3 separate regions of the Rattus norvegicus genome follow, and all the other regions are linked to region 1. The links are chromatin contacts, called in public Hi-C maps. All regions are on one chromosome and are shown on one strand. The core of a region is the stretch at or near the end of the contact, and the rest is flanking DNA. Distances in the headings are between cores, read along the strand shown. Region 1 overlaps LOC102551899 (a long non-coding RNA gene). Region 2 holds the start of Jarid2l1 (jumonji and AT-rich interaction domain containing 2 like 1). Region 3 overlaps LOC108348536 (a long non-coding RNA gene).

The links. Hi-C and Micro-C count contacts between places; a contact is called where the count stands out from the background.
Region 2: a contact with region 1 is called in a Hi-C map of liver, with 3 times the contacts expected there. The contact joins the promoter of Jarid2l1 here to the enhancer-like site in region 1. A contact is called at or near these places in 5 of 12 Hi-C or Micro-C datasets (Schwann cells, frontal cortex, kidney and 2 more) and 1 of 1 datasets of contacts at active chromatin or transcription factors (oligodendrocytes).
Region 3: a contact with region 1 is called in a Hi-C map of liver, with 3 times the contacts expected there. The contact joins two enhancer-like sites. A contact is called at or near these places in 3 of 12 Hi-C or Micro-C datasets (Schwann cells, kidney and liver).

Annotation. Positions count from the first base shown.
Region 1 is chr17:21,032,822-21,036,609 of GRCr8, reverse strand. LOC102551899 (a long non-coding RNA gene) reads left to right here. Exons shown (of 4, transcript XR_010059143.1): 2 at 537-653; 3 at 1,999-2,983. Among named protein-coding and RNA genes, the nearest start is that of Cd83, 78 kb to the left of the region's middle. Within about 2 kb of position 1,704, at least 52 of the 93 cell types and tissues checked have an H3K27ac peak or open chromatin away from gene starts, as enhancers often do. A contact at or near this core is called in kidney and liver, where this site is marked.
Region 2 is chr17:20,160,541-20,164,328 of GRCr8, reverse strand. It overlaps Jarid2l1 (jumonji and AT-rich interaction domain containing 2 like 1), which reads right to left and starts at 2,031. Exons shown (of 3, transcript XM_063276985.1): 1 at 1,910-2,031; 2 at 1-1,653. The coding sequence starts at 2,031. The coding sequence ends at 999. Jarid2 (jumonji and AT-rich interaction domain containing 2) reads left to right here and starts at 2,359. Exons shown (of 18, transcript NM_001427247.1): 1 at 2,359-2,928. The coding sequence starts at 2,884.
Region 3 is chr17:20,483,586-20,487,373 of GRCr8, reverse strand. All of the region lies in intron 1 of LOC108348536 (a long non-coding RNA gene), which reads right to left. Among named protein-coding and RNA genes, the nearest start is that of RGD1596092, 280 kb to the left of the region's middle. Within about 2 kb of position 2,108, at least 3 of the 93 cell types and tissues checked have an H3K27ac peak or open chromatin away from gene starts, as enhancers often do. A contact at or near this core is called in liver, where this site is marked.

The DNA.
Region 1 (3,788 bases), core at 455-2,954:
TGTTTGTAATTGTTAAATATGGGGACAGTTGTTCCCTGATCAAAGGAGGCCCAAGAAGACCTGAAGACAGCAGGGAGTTGGAGGAAGCAGGGTAGGAGAGGAGGTTTAGGGCTTGGCTGTGGCAGCAGGGTGATCCCTCCTCACTTATGTCAGGAATCTGCCTCACTTTGCCAGTTTCTCTCTTGCTGCAATGGTATCCTCTAGTACCCATGTGGCTATGTGGTGTCTGCTGCCTAGAACTCAATACATATTCATGGACTCAAAGTGCATACCAGCCAGGATCTTCGGAGTACTGTACTTAAAAAATAAATCAGATTTGCAGAAATATAATTACTGGACAGGACTTAGTGGGTCTACAAGGCCTGTTGTATCAAGTAATGGATAAACTCAGGGGTTAACATACACATAGGAGAGTTCTCAAGGTTAGCTACCTCCCCCCTTCTTGTGCAGTGTGTGTGTGTGTGTGTGTGTGTGTGTGTGTGCGCGCGTGCGTGTCTTATGTCTCCTTCCAGTTGACCAAGTTCCCTCTCTCATAGGCACAAGCTTGACATGCTGTGTTGGGAAAGAGTGAGGTCTCCACGTTGATGAAAGGCAGGGCTACTCTCAAGGAAGAGTCTTGGAAGAGCCCCTAAACTGCTTCCTGCTCTTGACAGGTAGGTCATTTCCACCACCCTCAGGGGCAATCTAACCCTGAATGAAGATAAAATTCACGACTAGAAAGTCACCCCTCCAGTCGAGTAGGATGGCTGGATCCTGGAGGCTGGGCCATTTTTGCCTATGTAAGAGCATCCGACAACAGTGTGACAGCTTCTAGTCCTTCAAAATGCCCTCAGGTACAGGAATGGGTTAGACGTTCTCAGGGGGGCAATCCTGGATTTGTTACAGAGAGGTCAATATGCAAGGGGAACCATGATCAGAAGGGAGAGAGGGAGAGAGGCCATTCACAAGAAACAATGTGCTTGGCCCTGAAAACCAGGAGAACCCCTTGGAGACTGAGCTTGTTAGAGGCCATTCTGATTCCCTCCATCCGACATTGTGTAGTGTGGTCAGCTCAGCGTTCAAGGGTGGGCTGGTTTATGTCAACACGGTGGGATTACCACAAAAGTCATTCTTTGTACTGGGGAAAATGAAAACCAACTAAGTTAACATTTTTCCCCCTGTGACCCAATTCCTGGCTTTCTCTGCTTTGTCCTCCTCTGACCAGTCCTTTAGGCTCTGTGAGGTGTTGATGCTCATTTGTAGCAATAAGTTTTATGGCATTGAGCCACTGACTAGGGGTATCTTTATTCTGTTTTAACCCACTAAGAATCTAGGGGACAGACTGGTTGCTAAGGCTTTGGTAAAGCAACAAGTGACTGACACAGGAGGACAAGGACACGTCCCTTCTGCCATCTCCTCATTCACTCGCTGTCCCCCAGGGGGTTTCTACTAAAGATCTGGTTCCCCAGCTCCAAAGCAAGGTCGGAACTCCAACCACCATCCCCAGCCACTCCCCCAGCCAGCTTGCTCTGCGCAGGCAGAGCCTTCCACGCCTTCCCGGAGTCTCCAAGCGCACGCGCCACTTGACTAGCGCTGTCATTGGCTGCTGCCTGTTGCTAACCCACGTGACCGGCTCCGGCACGCTCCGCCCCTGCTCCTGCTAGCCTAGTGCGTTCCTGCGGACGTGCGCTGCTGCCTAGCCTCTGCTGGATGCTGCTAACTGTCGTCCGCGATGCAGCCGCCGGCCACAAGGTGGCAGTGCCGTGCTGCGTGTCTACACGCCCCTGGCTGCGCAAGACCAGCCTGGCAAAAGTTTTCCAGTCTTCCAGCAGATGCGCCCAGGCCTTGAGTCCTCCGGGGCGAGACGGAGGCAGGGGGTGGGGGAAACGCCGATGTCCCGGGATGATTTGCAAGGCATGCATTTGTTGTCACGAGCTCGGAGAAACAGTTTCGGGGACCTGTCACAGATGCAAAGTCTGTTGATATTTCCAGGAGTGTTTGGTTTGGTTTTGGCTTTAGGGACCGTACACCAAGCATCGATTCTAGAGGAGGCGAACAGCACTGACAGCTATTCTTTGTCTCTCGTCTGGGCTTTGCACGGAGCTCGACGTCGTTTCCATGGGTGAGAAATACCACTGCCACTACCTTGATAGCGTTCCTGCCTCCATGGTTCCTGACCTGCCTAGAAAGGGAGGACCCTGGAGACTCTTGTTCTACAGCTGTCCTCAGGATACCCTTAATTCCCAGGCGCAGGGATAAGCTTGTCTGACCCCATTTGACCCCGCCGCAGGCGCCAGGCGTCCTCATTTATTGTGAGGCCTAAGAGTCCTCAAGGCTGCCTGCCTACTCCCCCGTCCCCGCCCCCCCCCCCCCCCCCCCGCCAACCACCACCCACCACTCTCCTTGTCCTGTGGGGGAGTCATATGCCTCCTTCCTGTTGTCTAAGCTTCCCTCTTCCATAGGCACAAGCCTGCCCCTCTGCGTTTTTTACTTTAAAACGGGTGTTCTGAGGATTGTCTCTAGTTCAGGTGATGTGAGAGAACTAGGTCTGAGGGAGGTAGACGGCAACATTAGTGGGGATCGGTGCTGCATTGCTAAATGTGGCGCAGGGAAGGGAAACACATCTGGGATTCCACGGGGCAGCAGCAGATCTGTCACTTGGGCAGAGCCTTTGAGCGCTCTCAGGTAATTTCCAGATATCTATTGTTTGCTTTAACCTGACATTCATTTGCATCTGACTGAGTCTGGAATTTTTGCTGGGACCCTGACTGGGCAGGCTATTTCTATTCCCTCCTGCCTATGCTCCCAGGAGAGGTGGAGACTGTCTTGGGTTTGGCTTGGAGGATGTCGATATGCCTCATTTTCAAACTAAAGATCTAGAAGAGACCAGCAAGAAACAGCACAGAGTCTACGTAGGTGGATACCAGAGAATCGCCTGGAGAGATTTACAGGTGTGTTCTGGACTTTGGGAACCGTGGACACACAGAACCAGCTACCTGTTTCGGTGAGAGAAGTTGGAGATGGGACTGGGGAGGAGTTGGGAGGGGAGGGGTGGGAGGGTTGCTAAACAGCCTTTGTTTCTAAGAGTCAGCAAAACGCAGGTATGCTAACTTCCCCCGGGAGCAGGTGAGTACCACACACCAGGACCCCTTCACCAGAAGGGAGATCTCCAGCAATGGGAAGAGAATTGAAAACCCCACAAGATTACTCCCCCAGGAGTGAGAGCCAGCATGAATGTGTTGCCACAGATATACCAACATTCAGGAAGAGTTGAACCTATAGGCCTACTGTGGTCTGAATGCTCTCCCATTCCCTAATGTATGTTGGAACCCAATACATAATGAGATCATATTAGGAGGTGGGGCCGATGGAGAAGTGATTCAGTCATGATTACAGGACAAGTGCCCTTATAAAGGAGGTAATTAGAAAGTGTCGTTCTTGGCCCCTTCAGTCATGTGAGGAACACCCACATTTCATCACCTATTCCAGCAAGGAGTGGACGCTCACCAGACACCAAATCTGCCAGCACCTTGGTCTTCAAATTCCCACCCTCCAGAACAGTGAATGAACAATGCATTCTTTGCTCTTTAAGTTTCCCCGTCTAAGATGTTTTGTTACAGAAGCCACATAGACTGTGACAGAAGCCTGAGTCAGAGACCAGTGATTGGCAAAGCAGAGGAGAGAGAAGCTGAAGCAAAGATACGGCAACCAGGAGATCACACACCGGAGCCTACCTCCTCCAGGAAGGCCAAGAAGTCAATGGAATGGCCACATCTCAGTTTGTTTGGACTGCACCTTGTAAGAGCTAA
Region 2 (3,788 bases), core at 782-3,281, 870 kb after region 1:
TTTAATAATTGCCTGGGTCTGACAGACATGACATGAAATTTACGCAGAGCTGTTTAAAATCATAACGATGTGGAGAAAGCAGACACCTCTAGTGAGCAGGTTATAATGAACAGAATGGGTTTGGAAATCACCTTGTGGCAAGACGACTATAAAGTTACTTGGGTGGTCAAAACCCAACTGTAAAAGAGAATGCATTCGACCATTCCGACCAAATGGAAACAATGTACAATTTGTGCAACATTTAGGACACACGGGCAGTTAATTTTTTTCCGGATTGTAAAATGAACGTGTTTTAGAAACTTAAAAAAAAAAAGACTAATAATGAGGTATGTATATATTTTTAAGTAAGGGAGTCATGTCAACGCATAAAAGAGTCCAGTTACCTGCCTGGTTCTAAACTAGGTTTTTGTTACTTTAGAATCCTCGTAAGCTTTGGCCAGAGTCAACTTGTAGATGTGGAAACTGTGAGAAGCTTCGGAAAGCCATTGCTTACTTGTCTGAAGTGGTCACTGTGCCATTTGAACCCATAGGTGTTAACTCGCTTTTTTGGAACTTTCTAGACACCACGACTGTTGCAACTAATACGCAGTGGTCGTGACTCGAGTGCTGAACTGCCGGGAACCGGAGGAAGAATACAATGTGCATGCAGGTGGAGGGGAGAGGCTCCAGCCTTTTCGTTTTTTCCTGAGGCTAGCCAGTCAGATTTGAAAAACAGGACCTTGAAGACCATAGGTTAGAACCAGGAAATTAGCGCAGAAGCTGCCGTGAGACTTGATAAAGTTACTGCGAGTGCGAATGCCCCAGAGAGCGACAGCAGGGCCTGCGATCCATTGATCTGAGCGACTGGCGAGCCTGGGCAGGGGCTGGGGCAGGTAAGGCTGTGGGGCACAGACCGTTGGTCTTTTGGGCACTCAGTGTTCGAGACGTTTCCTTACGGTCGGCCTGTGTGTGGTTCGGTCTCCATATTCCGCGGATGTTTTCACCTCAGCGTTTGAGTCTCACTCGCGGACAGCCCTAGTCTTGAGGGTAAAGACCCCCTTAACCGTCTTCAGAGACGGCGGGGCTTCACCTCCGAGCCACCAGCGCTGGCCTAGTGTCGCGCCGGCCGGAGATACGCGGGCTGGCGACCACGAGGCCGCGTGCCTAGCCCAGAGGCTGCCCTCCCTTCCGCTCCGCGCGTGGGCTCGCGTGCGGCCGCCGGCCGGCGTTAAGCCGTGACCTCGGACCACCCCGGCCGGCCGCGCGGCGTTTGCTCGGCACACGGGCGCTGTCCTGAGGTGACACCGCCTGCAACGGCAGAAGCAGCAGACGCCGCCGATCAGCGAGTTCGCACCGAGGATTCCTCTTGGTGCGTGGCCCAGTTTTTTTTTTTTTTTTTTTTTGCTTAGGACCCGCTCCAAGCCCTCGCTGACACCGCCCCCCGCGCCGCCACGCTCCGAGGCCTTCCCCGGGGAAGCCTGGCGGCTTTCCCTCGCGGGCCCGCGGCGCGCTCTCGCGCGCGATTCCTCGATTCCACAGGCGGTTCGCGCCCGGGGTGGGGGCGGGGCGCGCGGGGCCGGGCCGGCGGCCCGCGGGGAGGGGACTGGGGGCGGGCCGGCGTGGGGAGTTCCTCGCTCCCGGACCACACGCTCCGCGGGCCAATCCCGAGCCACCCTCTAGCAGTGTCGCACGCGGGACACGTCCAAGCGTTTGTTGGCAGGGCTGGGGAAGGGGGAGGGGGAGACCTCAGGGAAGGGAGTTGAGTGACAGGAGGTGTGGGGCACGCTGGGAATTGTAGTTCTTAGCTTCCGTGGCCATAGCCATTTTGTAGTCAAGGGACTACAACTTCCAGAAGATCAAGGGGACTATTCTAAGGTGCCCCGGGAATAGGCGGCTCTCCCCCGGGCCGGGCGTCCTGGGGCAGTGGTACCCTGCTGCCCGGCTGCAGGTAGACGTGAGGGCAGTGGCGAAGGCTTGCATGCGGCGACTGTTGGGTGAGCGGACTGCCGGGGGGAAAGGGGCTGAGGTGGAGCGACCGAGCGTGCCATGCATTGAGCTAGGGAGCCTCTCTCAATTCCAGGACTGGGCTCGGCATGGGAGAGGCGCCTGACGGGCGGCCCGCAAAGGATTCGCTGAGGCCTCTCCGGGGTCTCGTCGACGGGGCTGCGGGAGTTCTCTGCACTGGGCCAGGGTTTGTGGGCAAAGGGTAGGCAGGCGTGCGGGGGCTCAGCTGTGGGAGTTTTCGGCTGGCGAGAGATGGCGAATTAGCCGAGGAGCCCTAACTTGTATAAAAGCAGAGTCCATTTAAAGTTGGGCTGGATAGCCTCTCTCTCATTGGTTAGGGGGCTTGGAAAAAAGAGACTCGGCGAGCCCTCCGCTGTGGTGCTGCCGCCGCCGCCGCCGCCGCTGGAGTTGACTCTTCTGCTCGCACTGCTGCTGCAGCACAAACGTGACTTCCAACGTTTTAAATTTATCTTTCCTTTTTCTTTTTCAAGATGTAACTACAGATCAGATGCTAAGGACCTTCACGTTTCGCTGATGTAGTTTTTGGAAGAAAAAGGGGGGGAGTGAAGGGCGTCGGTTTTTTTTTCTTTTTTTCTTTTTTTTTGTGTCTGTTGTATGTTTCGGGGGAAATTTTCCATTATGAGTGTTTTACTAAAGTGAATTTTTCTTGTTTGCTTCGTTCGTCTTTGGCTCTTTTTATTTTTTTTCTTTTATCCTTCTCAATTTCGGATTTATTTCAAGGCGAATCTGGCTTTGGGGGAAGAGGAAGAAAAGTCGGATTACAAGATCAACCACCACCACCAACAATAAAAACCACCAGGATATTTTTTTGCAAATTTCTGACGGCTTTAAATTCATGAAGCAATTGTCCCCTTTTGCAATCAGCATTTGGATCTCAGAATGAGCAAGGAAAGACCCAAGAGGAATATCATTCAGAAGAAATACGTAAGTGCTCCTAACAACACATCCTTTGGCTTGCAGTTTTAAGCGATGGCTGTGAATGTCAAGTTTATAGATAATTCTGCAGCTGAAAGGTTCTAAACGTAGCGTCCGATAAGGCTCTTTCTTTTTCCGAAAGGGCTTTTCAGGCAAAGTCGTGTCTGCCTAGTTTGGTTGAGAAAACAGACTGGTGTACAGATACCTCAAGTATATAAATTGACCTCGAATGACACAACGTTAATGTACTTTAGATGAAAGGCAAGGGGTTTTGGTGGAGGTTGGGGTTCTGTGTGTGTGTGTGTGGGGGGGGGGGGCTGCAGTGATCTAACTGCATTCTCGGGAGGATTTGGCCCCATATTGCACTTTGCATACAAATGAGCCGGTTATTAGTGTTATTTGGAAAATCGTGTAAGGTGTGTGTGTTGGAAGCTCTTTAAGTTGCAATTCAGAGTACGATTATGGCGATCTTGCACATTTAATATATGTGGCCGTTTTTGGCTTATCTAGTTTGCAACATAACCCAGTTGGGAATTATGTTACAGGGAATGCATTTATTGGTATTGACTTTTATAAAGAGGCTGGTTTTGATTCTAAAAAGAAATCATGGTTTCTAGTTTGAGGGGGAAAACATAGCTCATGTAAAAGTGTATGTGTTTGAGTGAGTGCAACTGTTAGTACGAATAATTTCGTCCTGTAAACTGGGTTTCTGAAATGGGTTGTAATGGTTACATTTGTTTTGTGCATAGTATAGCAGCGTTTTGCTTGGCATAGGGAGTGTTTTTGTTTTGTGTAGTGGCTTTTTTTTGGTAAGTTTGGGGGGAGGGAGTATAGAGGGGAATCGGGGGATTAACCAAATATGCACTCGA
Region 3 (3,788 bases), core at 859-3,358, 550 kb after region 1:
ACTTAGTTAAAACATTCTAAATTTAAATATGCAAAACAACATACTGAACACTGTGATTGGAATAAAACACAGCTGTAATTTACTGATAGAAAAATAAATATCAAAAGCATACTCTCTCGCTTTCTCTTTCTCTCACACAAACACACACACACACACACACACACACACACACACACACACACACACGCCCAGGCTAGCCTTGACCTTGAACCCTTGACTCTCCCCCATCCACATCCCAAGTTCCATGACTACAGGCCTGTGAGTTCCATTGTGACCATTTATTTAATTACTTGTTTATTTATATATCTACTTAGTTATTTTGATTTCATTGAGACAGGGTCTATTTTGTAGCCTAAGCTAGCCTCAAACCCACTATGTAGCCCAGGGCCCAGGCTAGCTTCAAATTTAGGATTCCCCTGCCTCCGTCTTCCAGATGATGGGATTATATGCTGTTACTGAGCTTCAATTAACAATATATGCAAACGTGTACTCTTTCCTTCTTGTCTGTGGTATTGGAGATGGAATCTAGGGTCTCATTCATGCTAGGCAAGCACTTGACCATTAAGTCAGCCCTCTTTTACTTCTTTTCCTCCTTCTGTTTATTTGAAACAGCATCTTACTAAATTTCCCAGGCTGGCCTTGAACTTGCTGTGTAGCCCAGGAAGACCTTGAACTTGGACCCCTCCAGCCTCACCCTCCTGGGTAGCCTCAATTGCAGGCTTACAGACGCTTATTCTTATTCCATACGTGATTGACGTCTCATTCTGCAAACCAATGTAGGCAGATGGTTCAGCCCCTCCATGCCTACTGAGACACAAGGAGAAGCACATGAGACAGTGGAAGGAGAACGGAACAGCCAAGAAGAAAGACCGGTTCATCATTTTTATAGATGTCCACTTTAGCCTGGGGATGGCTGCCCCTAGACTTCATTCCATGAGACAGAAATACATGTTTACTAACAGTCATTGTCACTTGCGGTTTTCTGATAATCTACCAGACACTCTTCCAAGTACTACAGATACAGAAGTCAGCAAGAAGCACATGGTCCCTGCTCTTGTCCAACCTGCATCCCAGGGTAGGCTAGAGGCAACCACCCTACAGTGTGCAGGCTGCTGAGAAATATGAACTGGGTAAGGAAGTCAGGATAGAGACCTTCATGATGGTGGGAGACCTGAACAGGCGTTAGTTCTGGGGATGGGAAAAGGCATGGGGTTGAGGGCAAGTACAGTTCCCTGAGGCAGGAGCATTACTGATGTTCTGGGAACAACATGAGATTCCATTAGCCTCGTCAGGAGCAAAGCCTTTACAGGCCAGGTCAGAGAATTACGAAGGAACAAAATTAAATAGGGACTCAATTCTTTTTTTTTTTTACTTCTTCTTTTTGAGACAAGGTAGCCGAAGTTGGCCTTGAACTTCTGATCCTCCAGACTCTACTTCCTGGTTGGATTTGTAAACATCTGCCGACACACGTGGTTTTAGATGGGGATTTTGAGGGCGTGGTGGGCTCTTCGGTTTTATGCAGAATGAGCAGGATGGACCTCGAGTTTCCAGCGCACATCTTTAGAAAATCGCTCTACCTGATGTGGAATAGGGGTTAGGGGCTGGATTCAGAGACTGATGTGATAGTCCAGGAGAATTTATTGGTGACCTGAACCAGGGTAGCAGTAAAGAAGGCAGGGAAGAAACCAAACCCCCATCCCCAGGTCATCTGCAAAGCAGAGGTTTTGAGGTTTGTCCCAGCTCGGGATGTAGGCTAGGTCCAAAGGCCTTGTCTTCTTGTAGGCATCCTGTGCCCGTTTCATATAGAAATGAAAGAATAATTTGCCCAAGATGACACAGCAAAGAAATTCAGAGCCAGAAACCAAACCAGGATGTGTTTGTTTGAGAGCATGCCCTCGCCTCCACCCCGGCCTCCTGCTCACTTGGACAACTTCCAAGTTGGATCACATGGAAATATCATAGGTCAAGACAGCCAGATCCCACATGCCTGGCCTGTACATAAATCAAAAACAGGACAAAAGGACGTGGCTGGATTAGTACCATATACTCGTGTCATGATTCGTGTCACGGGAAGCACAAGACCAGAGCTATACCCTGGGACACAGACAAGCACTTGACCCTGGCAACAGGCTTTACCAATTGGGCTTTAGTAACAGCCTGGGATTGCTAAAATCTGACCAAATGACTCTACTCTTCGGCAGAGACTGCCAGATAATTCATCATCACAGAGTACTCAAAGGGTCAGAATGCTAAAGTCAAACCCACCACGGAGGGGACTCCAAAAAAAATCATATGTTTTCAAGTGTTAGGGTTATTTTTATCATAGCCTGACCCAGAAATGTTGAAGCTGATGGTAGGAAGGTTTTCTGTCAACAACCTCCGTGGAAGAGTTCACTCCTTATTCTACTTGGAATTTTCTAGCTGGGAAGCTTTCTCAACGTGACACAACGACTCGAGTGTGTTTGTGTTGTGGAAGCTTTGTAGAATAGGTACACACATGCACACACGTGCACATACACACACACACATACACAAACACACACACAGAACATGATAAGTAGTTAATCACGACGCTAACACAGTTTTGAAACTTTTCAAAAATCTCAGGGTAATGAGTCACCAAAATTCCATAATATAAGATATTTTGGGCTGGAGAGATGGCTCAGCGGTTAAGAGCACTGACTGCTCTTCCAGAGGTCCTGAGTTCAATTCCCAGCAACCACATGGTGACTCACAACCATCTGTAAAGAGATCTGATGCCCTCTTCTGGTGTGTCTGAAGATAGCTACAGTGTACGCATATACATAGAATAATAAATAATTTTTAAAAAAAAGATATTTTGATAGGAACCAAGGTTCCTTTGCTAATTTTCAAATTTCCTATTACAAAAATTAAAGAGTCTAGCCGTCAACTTCTTTATCTTCCCCCTCCTCCTTTATTATCTCTTTCTTCCTCTTTTCTCCCCTCCTGTGTCTCCTCTTTCTCTCTCTCTCACTCTCTCTCCCTCCCTGCCTCCGTCTTTTTTGCTGTACAGCCTCCCAGACCCCCAGAGGTCCAACTGTTAAGAACACCAATTTCCGGCTGAGGGCTCACTCGCAGAGAGTGAAGGCTAACTGACACCAGAATTTATTGCCCCCAAAAAACAACCTTCTCAACTCAAAGCAAAACCATAATTAGGGGCGAGGAGACACTCCCTGTTAACCGGTGTGAAAGAGTGATTTACAATGCGTCCTCCCTCCCGGCAGAAGGCCCTTGGCAATCACAAATACAGGTTTTTGTGTATTCAGAGGCAAAGCGCAGAGGAGCAGAAGAGAGTTAAAAGGACATTCTGCACAGGACGTGTGCCTCTTTCCACTGAATTTACCCCATAAAGCCACAACACTGAGACCCCTGGAAAATCCCCCACTAGAGAAACAAACTTGCACCATGACAGTGACAAAGACCCAGCATCCCCTCTCCTCTCTCTTTCCTTCTCTTTTCCCCTTCCTCTCTCTCTCTCCTCCTCCTCTCCCCCTTTCCCTTCTCTCTCCCCATCTCTCTCCCTCTTTCCTCTCTCTCCTCTCCCTCTCTTCTCTCTCCCCATCCTTTCTCTTCCCCTCTCTTATCTGTTTCTTTCTCTCTCTGTCTCTGTCTCTGTCTCTGTCTCTGTCTCTGTCTCTCTCTCTCTCTCTCTCACACACACACACACACACACACACACACACACACTTTCCTCTATCTCTTCCCCTCCACCCCCACTTTCCTTTTTTAATGTGATTCCTTAGCCTCTGAAATCACCTGGTCACTAC